Linked DNA regions of Mus musculus: region 1 is linked to region 2. A link is a contact called in public ChIA-PET data. All regions are on one chromosome and are shown on one strand. The core of a region is the stretch at or near the end of the contact, and the rest is flanking DNA. Distances in the headings are between cores, read along the strand shown.

The links. ChIA-PET counts read pairs in DNA pulled down with a chosen protein or histone mark.
Region 1: a contact with region 2 is called in an RNA polymerase II ChIA-PET map of effector CD8 T cells, with 12 read pairs. The contact joins two enhancer-like sites. A contact is called at or near these places in 4 of 115 datasets of contacts at active chromatin or transcription factors (bone marrow-derived macrophages, effector CD8 T cells, memory CD8 T cells and 1 more).

What each region holds. Positions count from the first base shown.
Region 1 is chr6:31,124,381-31,128,802 of GRCm38.p6, forward strand. All of the region lies in intron 3 of Lncpint (long non-protein coding RNA, Trp53 induced transcript), which reads right to left. Among named protein-coding and RNA genes, the nearest start is that of Mir29b-1, 63 kb to the left of the region's middle. Within about 2 kb of position 2,276, at least 247 of the 459 cell types and tissues checked have an H3K27ac peak or open chromatin away from gene starts, as enhancers often do. A contact at or near this core is called in effector CD8 T cells, memory CD8 T cells and pancreatic cancer cells, where this site is marked.
Region 2 is chr6:30,343,250-30,348,306 of GRCm38.p6, forward strand. No RefSeq gene overlaps it. Among named protein-coding and RNA genes, the nearest start is that of 1700095J07Rik, 41 kb to the left of the region's middle. Within about 2 kb of position 3,577, at least 68 of the 459 cell types and tissues checked have an H3K27ac peak or open chromatin away from gene starts, as enhancers often do. A contact at or near this core is called in effector CD8 T cells, memory CD8 T cells and pancreatic cancer cells, where this site is marked.

The DNA of each region.
Region 1 (4,422 bases), core at 1,026-3,525, 780 kb after region 2:
ACCTGTTTTTCCTTACACTGCCCTTCCTGTGGAAACAGCAGGAGCAGTGAGGTCAGTGGTTCAAAACCCTGCTCAGCACGGGGTCCTCCTCTGTGTGTGTGTGTGTGTGTGTGTGTGTGTGTGTGTGTGTGTGTGTGAATGCACAGATGTTACCGGGCACGAATATGCTGTCAAAGAACAACCTCGGCCGTAGGTCCTCACCTTCTACCTCAATATTTGCCCATTTTTATGTGCCAGGCTAGCGGCTGGGACTCGTTTCCACAGGAGCACTGGGATTACAGCAGTACATTCCTCCCTATTTTATACTGAGCAATGGCCCTGGCCTCCAAAGCCCCCCTTTCTATTAATGAAATAATAATAATAAGCTCTATCACGTGGTACTGTTCCAAAATACTACTCAACAGTAATATCAACAAGTGTATAAATAGCTTTTAAAAGGCTAGGGCAATTCCCTAAATTCAATATAAAGGAGAAAAGCAATGTATAAGTAAAATATTTATATTTCAATACAGAAATAAAGAGGCCCTTGTAACTTACTTGGGTTTGAGCTGACAGACAGGCCAGCATGATGGCAGTATGTTGCAAGTCACTGCCAAGTCTGCTGTCCTGAGCTCCATGCAAGAACTCAAAGTTAGGTGGAAAACCACACCTGACTCTTGTATATTGTCCTCTGACTTCCACACGTGCACAGCACGCATGTGCCATAGCGCGTGGGCACATAAGTAAGTGGATTTTTAAGTTTTTAAAGTAGTCAGATAAAAGGGTGAACCACTGTTAGACAACAAAATGAAAGATAATATACTCTGTGAATTACAAAAATACAAAATAGTTTTGTATTATAAAAATGTAAAGTTAAATCTAGGCTTAAAAAATTATAAACTAATTGGTGACTACATGAACACCTAACATAAACTCATTTGGAATACTGCGTACGTTTTCTTGTATGGGGCTTGCACCTTAAAGTTCCCTCAAAGAACAGCCAGAGCGCCCTCACGCATTTCCACTAGGGGGAAGACCTGCTTCCTGAGAACCTCGGCAAAGAGCTACGGGATCGCACTGAGAACCAGGGCACCAAAGACCAAGCACCCATACACCTAAGAAGCAGATGGCCGGAATACAAAATGGCTGTGAAGAACTTACTTTAGACCTTCGTCACTACATCTATATTCAATGCCATTTCCTCTTTCTGAACTGGGAACTATCAGGCGCTCCAGACAGAATTCGGGAGTGGAAAGCTTTCTCTCTCTGCGCCATTTATTTAGGGAGCACAAAGTGATTCCAACTTGAAAAAAATTTTAAGATTCAAATCTGGCTATTTAATGAGACCAGGGAGTTTTCAGAGCTGTATAGCTCCTGCTTCCTCAAAACAAGAATTAGAGCATTCTTTCGCATGTGGCCAGCACAGGAAGGGGGAGCCATTTACTGTAAATGCCTCTCTGATGCAACCAACCACCTCGTTCAAAGAGAGAATTCATCCAAGAAGATTTAGTCACTTCTTCTAGAAAAATGCCACCACACTGAATGTACACAGACCAAAGCCCACGCCCAGAGACAGGGATGAGCTGCTTGGCCGACAGAAAACAGACCAACAGACGGGGAAGAGAGATCTTGACTTCACCAGAAAAGATTCAGCAGTGTTCTTTCCGAGGTTGGCCTCTGAGACGGGCAAGCCGGACAGACATGTTACCATCAGTTCCTAAACTCATTACAGGGATCGTTCCCCTCTGCCTAGCTGTGAAAGCACCTCCTAAAAACTTCCTAAAAACTGGTTTAGAACCAGGAACTAGGCGTAATTAGTAACTTAGTAACTGTGGCTACTTAGTTTACAAAAACCTTTCAAATGCACAAGGAAAAGAGGAATCCTGTAATTTAAAATGTGAAACTGAAAGTACAACTTGATGAAGGTGGGTTACACATGAAGAGGGTGAGACAGAAGGAAACGCTGAATAGCAGTTGGGTTAAAAAAAAAAAAAGAAAACTCAAAGAAAAGCAGCTCTGAGCTTCTTTCCCTAACACCCCCAATCCACACAGAGGAAACTAGGGGAGGATCCCTCCCATTTCTGCTTACCCAGGGCACCCCGAGTTCTTCTTAGGGCAAGATGTGCGCACTTGCTTTTCTGGAGGAGGCAGGGAAGAGTCATGGCTGTGTTCTGATGAAGCCGGGGATCCCCTTGATGAATGAAACCACAAGGGGGTAATCTATGTTGGCTCAGCAAGCCATTGGCTACCGGGTGCTGAGGCGTGTGGAAGTCTCATTTGCCAACCTTCTGGTAAGCCTCTCACAGCCCATCTCAGGAGAGCCGCAGGATGCATTACACCCGGGCAGAGTCAAAACTAGACAGGGTTCGTTGTTTCCCTGCCACTCTCCCCAGCCCAGAGGAAACCACAGCCAACCACAAGGAGAGCTGGCTCCTCCGCCAGGCGAGAGAGAATTATGATGTCGACACCGGCAATTTACCAACGTATCCCACACCAATGCCAGAGCTTGCTCTCTGTATATGACTGCTGGTGAGTCTGAAGTAGGTACAGGCAGGCAGGTACCACACTCTCAGGCTAAGAGGCCGGGGCCATGGTTTGGGGATTCCATGGAGGTGGGAAAGTTATAAAAAAGGAAATGTTAACTTTTGTTGAAAAACTAACAAGAGCTGAAACAAAGGTGTAACCCAGCCTTCATAAACAAATGTTTCAATGTGTTCTTGAACAACCTGTGTTGATGCCTCTGTGGGGCCCAAGAGTGTGCCCCTCATCCAAGCATCCTGGGTCTTTATCCTGCACTTTACCATTTAGGGCCATTTGCCTGTCTAGAGAACTAACACTGCTGACCGCAGACACCATTGGGTGATTTCTCTCTGACTCTAGTCATCAGGACAACCCCACGTAGAGCATCTGTAACTTTTGTGAAAGGAGAGTCAGGTTGAGTTGCCTGTGCCTGCCCTCCCCCCAACCCCCACCTCCATGCTAGAGGGGTAAAATCCAAGCTGACAAATGCCGGAGGAAGAGCAGTCAGTGTTTGAGACTGAATCCAAACATTATGTCAGAGCAGTGGTTCCCAACCTTCCTAATGCTGCGGCCCTTTAATACTGTTCTTCATGTTGTGCTGACCCCCAACCATAAATTAGTTTTTGTTGCTACCTCATAACTGTAATTTTGCTGTTAGGAGTCATAATGTAAATATCTGTGTTTTCTGATGGTCTTGGGTGACCTATGTCAAAGGGGCTGCCACTCACAGGCTGCATTAGAAGATTGTGTGCCTGGGGAAACAAAAGACACGCTGCCAAAGGATGTGCACGAGGAAAAGGCGCGGGAACCGGACAGATGCGCTGCGCTATAGGCTTTAAATCAACAACTTTATATAATGAGTTCTACATGGACTCCCCAACTCAGCTACCTGACTCGGGCAACAGGCATCCAAGTGAATGTATGCCCTACACAAGTGGTGCTTGCTCTGAGTACCTAACTACTTCCAACACTCTGTGGACATAAAAATTCTGTAAATTGAGATTTAAAAAAAACCCACTCAGGACACATATCTGAAATGACACCATCTTCCTATATTTCTTTTAAAAATTTTTTTTAAACGTGTTATGTGCCTGCATGAGTTTATGTGCACCAGGGTCAGAGGCCAAAAGAGGACCTCGAACACCCTGGCAGTTCAAACCTGGATTCTCTGCTGGAGCAGTCAGCACTCAGTCATGAGCCATGCTCCAGCCCCACTCTGTATCTCTTTGCTCCATACTGATTTCCACAGGTCTGCAACCAAGCAGAAGCCTTGGGAGTTTCCAACTTCTCTCCTCCATCCTCACTAGATATTTCAGTCCAAATGGTGGGGAAGCCTCGTCTTTACAACATAGACTTAAGAATGTTATGAAATGTGAAGTATGGAAGCTTGTTCCTTCCATAACACAAGCTTTTATCTTAACCTTCTATATGTTTCCACAAATACTTTCTGAATCGAGAAGTCCAACTAAGAAAACCAAGTATTCGCAAATAAAATTTTGTTTCAGGATCATTATCTACTGGGACATCCCAACACCAACAGGAAGGAAGCTACCATTTAACTGTCCTCTCAGCTGATCTAGCTTTGTTTAATGTTACCAGTATTTTGCCTAATAGTAAAATTTAGCTGTGTATCAGAACAGAGATTCTCATATTCCATGTTAGCACTGAAACCTGTTTCATTCCCCAAATAACACTAGGTGACGGCTGATGCACACTCTAAATGGCAGCAGGACACCGGGTTGATGTGGTGTCCCAGGAGCCTCGGCATTTCCGGCTTACTCCTGTTGAAGCATCACATTTTGGAGATGGTACAAATACTATTGCTACTTCTTTAAACCCTATCAATGTATTCTGTGTATGCTGTCATTGTCTCAGACTGAGGCATACCCGAGCTGATTTCTTTTTTTTTTTTTTTTTTTTTTT
Region 2 (5,057 bases), core at 2,327-4,826:
TTACTGCCCAGCTTTATCACAGAGGTGATCTGCCAGACTTTAACCAGGAACACCTTTGCCTGCAAATCAGAGCCAAAGTCAACCAGTCAGCTTTGTCACCTCTGGGGGTATTCAAAAGACTGTGCCAGAATGTTCTTGATGTTGGGGAGAACTACAAGACAAATAAAACCTTCTGAGTAGAGGGAGCCTTGTTAGTGAGGCTGGAGAGGTTTAACCTCAAGTGACGTTTTGCATGTGTGAATGTACACCATCATTCACCTTTAGCAAAGCATGGTGGTACTGCCTGCAGTATGAGCACTTGGGAAGCTGAGGCAGGAAGATTCCGAGTTCTAGGGCAGCCTGGGCTACAAAATGAGGCCCTGCCTCAAAAACAAAACAAAACAAAACAAAAATCCAAAATGAATAGATGAATGTCTTACCAAGATAAAGACATATGGAGGTTGGGGACTGTGACTATTCGCTCAGTGTAGAACACATGACTATAAGCATATAAGCCCCTGGGTTTGATTCCTAGGACTGGAAAATTTTAAATAAATGGACAAATGTTCCAGAGGTTCTACCTGCAACATGGAAAAGAAAGCTGTTAGTCAGTGTGGGTTCCAGGGTTTGATTCCCCAGGGGGTGGGTCATTCTTTTTTTTTAATTATTTACTTATTATATGTAAGTACACTGTAGCTGTCTTCAGACACACCAGAAGAGGGCATCCGATTTCGTTACAGATGGTCGTGAGCACCATGTGGTTGCTGGGATTTGAACTCAGGACCTCCGGAAGAGCAGTCAGTGCTCTTAACCACTGAGCCATCTCTCCAGCCCCGGGATGAGTCATTCTTACAGAGGGCAAGGGAGCCCAGAGTTACAGCCCAGTGCTATCAGTGGCCAACGTTCCCTTACTCCTGCCTTCTGCTGCTCTTTAAGCAATCTTTAGAGCACAATTGTTTTTCCATAAAGTTTTCCAAGAATGCACATCTGGAGAACTGGCTGGCCACCGTGAGGGAATTTGACTTCTATGAGTCACTTCCTCTGGGGCTGGTCCCCTGAAGCTGCTGACACAGGATCATGCCTCTGGATCTAGAGGTCCAGGCTTTGGATCAAGGTGAGTCCATGGGTCATCGATTAAGTGTGGGCCTGGACAGCCCTGCAGTGTGAGAGATGGTGCGTGGTCCGCACTAACTGTCTCCCACACTTGCCGAGTGACTCCTTTCTTGCAGAAGGAACTGTTAAATTGTGCTAGAATAGACCTAAAGAAATGTTGCCAATGTAACCATTTTACATGTAAAATTAAGTAATGTTTGCACATATACAGTGTTGTTCATTTCTGTCCAGCAGCAGCAGCAGCAGCAGCAGCAGCAGTGGCTTTGACTCCCATTGCAACAAGTTTCACTGCTTCTCACAGAAACTTATTCTTCACTTACCTCCTACACATTCAGGAGTTCTCTCTCTCTCTCTCTCTCTCTCTCTCTCTCTCCACCCACCCATCCTTCCCTCCCTTCCTCCATCTCCCTCTCTCTTTCTATCCTACTCTTCTTCCCTCCCTCTCTGTCTCTCTCTCCCTCTCCCTTCCTTCCTCCTTCCTTCAAATAAATGGAATCACAGTCATACACATTGACATTTGTGGGGCTACCTGTATTCACTCACACCTTTAATGCTAGCGCTCAGGAGGCAAAGGTAGGCAGACCTCTCTTAATTCCAGGCCAGCCAGGGTTAGTCAGAGTGAGACCCTGTCTCAGAAAAAAAAAAAAAAAATCATGTCTGGCTTCTTTTGATTGGCAGGTTTTCCTACCTAGTCTGCATCAGGCTCGAAATTTGTTTCATTTCTTTCATTAACACAGAATGGTCTCCAATTTACTGTATGGCAAGGATGATCTTAAACAGATCCTCCTTCCTCTACCTCCTGAATTCTGAGACTTGTAGAGGTGTCTCACCATGTTTGAGTGTTCCTAAGAGACAAGGTCTCACTCTGCAGTTCAGGCTAGCCTCGAACTCACAATCACCCTGCCTGGGTCTCCCAAGAACTAGGGATTCGATTCTTTTGGGTACATACTTGAAAACAGAATTTCTAGGTCATGTGCTTAAGTACCTTCTGTTTTAAATCACTTAGTTATCACATCAAACTTGATCAGATGAATAATATTAATCCTCATTTTATGGATGAGGTACGGAGAGTTTAGTCATTCACTGAAAGTCACAGAGTAACGAAGAGCAAAACCAGAATTGATGTCAGAGATGTTGATACCAGAGACCACTCTCTTTATTTTTTATTTTTTATTTTTTTTTTTAAGGAAGGCCTCCAACACACACCCAGTTGGGAGTGGCATTCCATTTTTTTTTCAATCTCTTTTTTTTTTCCATTTTTTATTAGGTATTTAGCTCATTTACATTTCCAATGCTATACCAAAAGTCCCCCATACCCACCCACCCCCACTCCCCTACCCACCCACTCCCCCTTTTTGGCCCTGGCGATCCCCTGTACTGGGGCATATAAAGTTTGTGTGTCCAATGGGCCTCTCTTTCCAGTGATGGCCGACTAGGCCATCTTTTGATACATATGCAGCTAGAGTCAAGAGCTCCGGGGTACTGGTTAGTTCATATTGTTGTTCCACCTATAGGGTTGCAGATCCCTTTAGCTCCTTGGGTACTTTCTCTAGCTCCTCCATTGGGAGCCCTGTGATCCATCCATTAGCTGACTGTGAGCATCCACTTCTGTGTTTGCTAGGCCCCGGCATAGTCTCACTCTCTTTATTTTTATTTATTTATTTTTTAAAGAAGATGTCTTGGCTGGCCCGATACTTACTATGTAGCTCAAGCTGGCCCTGAACTTATGACAATCCTCCTGACTCAGCCTTCTGAGCTGGGATCACAGACATAATGCCCAGCCCCAGAGTCCACATTTTTTTTTTTTTTTGACCATTGTCGTAGACTAGCATTGTCAGCTGACATGTGAGCAGAAAATAATTGTGCCTTCATCATTGAAAGGAAATCCTATAGATTTCAGAACTGTGAGCTGCTTTGAAGTTGGGAGTGGTGCTGAGTCCCGAAGGGATGGTCACCAATGAAATAGGGAGTGGGACACAAAGGGACGTTTAAAAGTCACTAGATCAGCTGGGTGTGGTGGCGCATGTCTTTAATCCCAGCACTTGGGAGGCAGAGGCAGGCAGATTTCTGAGTTCGAGGCCAGCCTGGTCTACAGAGTGAGTTCCAGAGTGAGTCTACAGAGAAACCCTGTCTCAAAAAAAAAAAAAAAAAAAAAGTCACTAGATCAAAGCTCTGCTGAGTGTGTTTGGGAAGATCAGCCATCTCCTAAAAGCTGTTAAAACAAAACAGACAATCCCAGTACTGGGGATGCTGAGGCAGGAGGATTGAGAGTTCCTGGCTAACCACACCAGGATCCAGTGAGATCCTGCTGAAAAAAAAAAAAAAAAAAAAAAAAAAGAAAGAAAAAGAAAAGAAAAGAAGGCTGGAGAGATGACTCAGTGGGTATATAAAAGTTATCGCTGAGGCTTCCAGTCTTTGTAACCATTGTAACTATGACAACCTAGACAGAAAATGGGATGTGGCTTCTGCTAAGTTTGAGGTGACAACAGGATGTCCAGGTGGAAACATCCAGGAATCTGTGAGAAAGGGTGGTGAGCCATACAAGCCTGGGCTAGAACATGTGAGAACACAAAGAACAGAGCTCGTGAGAGGGTGCCAAGGTTTTCACTGGGAAGCCTCGGTGTGTTCTAGTCCTGTCTGTCACAAGGTCCCGGGCCTGCAGCCAGCAAGAAAGCCACAGCTAATGCTACCATTCACGTGGAGGCCAAGCCCCTCCCTAGCCATAGTTGAGATCCCAAAAACATCGTCTGAGCTCTGTTTTAAAAGGACCAGGCTGCATATTTTTCATAACAAACATTTTATAAGATATGTTGGTATGAAAGCTTTGGGCCACAGGTAATAGTAGCAACAAAGACACATCTTAGGAAAAATTGATCCAGGTCATTGGATGCAGAATCAGGGAGGGGGCCCACGTGAGAAATGGGACACTCATGTAGACTCAAACTAATTTGCCACAAATTACTCATAATCACAAAAGGGCAGATAATAACAGGGAAAAGAGATTAGACATCTTAACCAAGAGAACAAAATCTATGTCTCCCATTTGAGTACTATCCAGTGTGGACCCTGCTTAGCTTCTAAGATCAGAGCAGAGTAGGTGTGATCAGGGCAAGATGGTGACAGAACAAAGACTGTCTCATTAAAAGATACTATGTGTCTCTGTGTGTGGAATCTCATGCAGGCTATGTTGTTACTTATTGAATATTTCAGTCAACAATGTAATCTAGCTGGGCATGGAGGTTCACACCTTCACGTGATCGCAGCAAGAGAAAGGCAGAGGCAGGCGGAACCACTGTAGGTGCCAGACCACACAGAGCTAGATAGCAAGATTCTGTCTCAAAAACAGAACAAAGAAAACCAAAAGGACCAATGAGCTGGCTCAGCCAGTAAAAGGTGCTTGCTGCCCTGCCTGATGGCCTGCTTTTAATTCCTGGAACTCACAAGCTACGAGAGGACTAACTCTTATAAATAATCCTCTGATCTTATACCTGCACACACACAAATAAATAATTTTTTTAATTGACTACAACATCAGTGGTGAGCCAGGATTACATACTTGTCTGTAATCTCAGCATTTGGGAAGTGAGGAGCAGCAGGAAGGAGGCTCAGGGTCAGCCTTTGTTACATGTTGACTTTGACTCCCTGACACCTTGTCTCAAAAAAACAACAAAAGTGCTTGTTTGTCCAGCAGTGATGACACACATGGATCTCTCGGAGTTCCAGGCCACCCTGGTCTATAGAGTGAGTCCCAGGACAGCCAGGGGTCACAGAGAAACCCTGTTGAAGGGCTAGAGAGATGGTTCAGATGTGAAAAACAGCTGCTGCCTTTCCAGAGAACCTGAATTCTGTTCCCAGCACCAGGCTGGGTGACTCACAACTTCCTGTAACTCTGGCTCCAGGGGATCCCATTCCTTCTTCAGGTCTCTTCAGGTACCTGAATACAGGTGAGCACAAATACACATGTA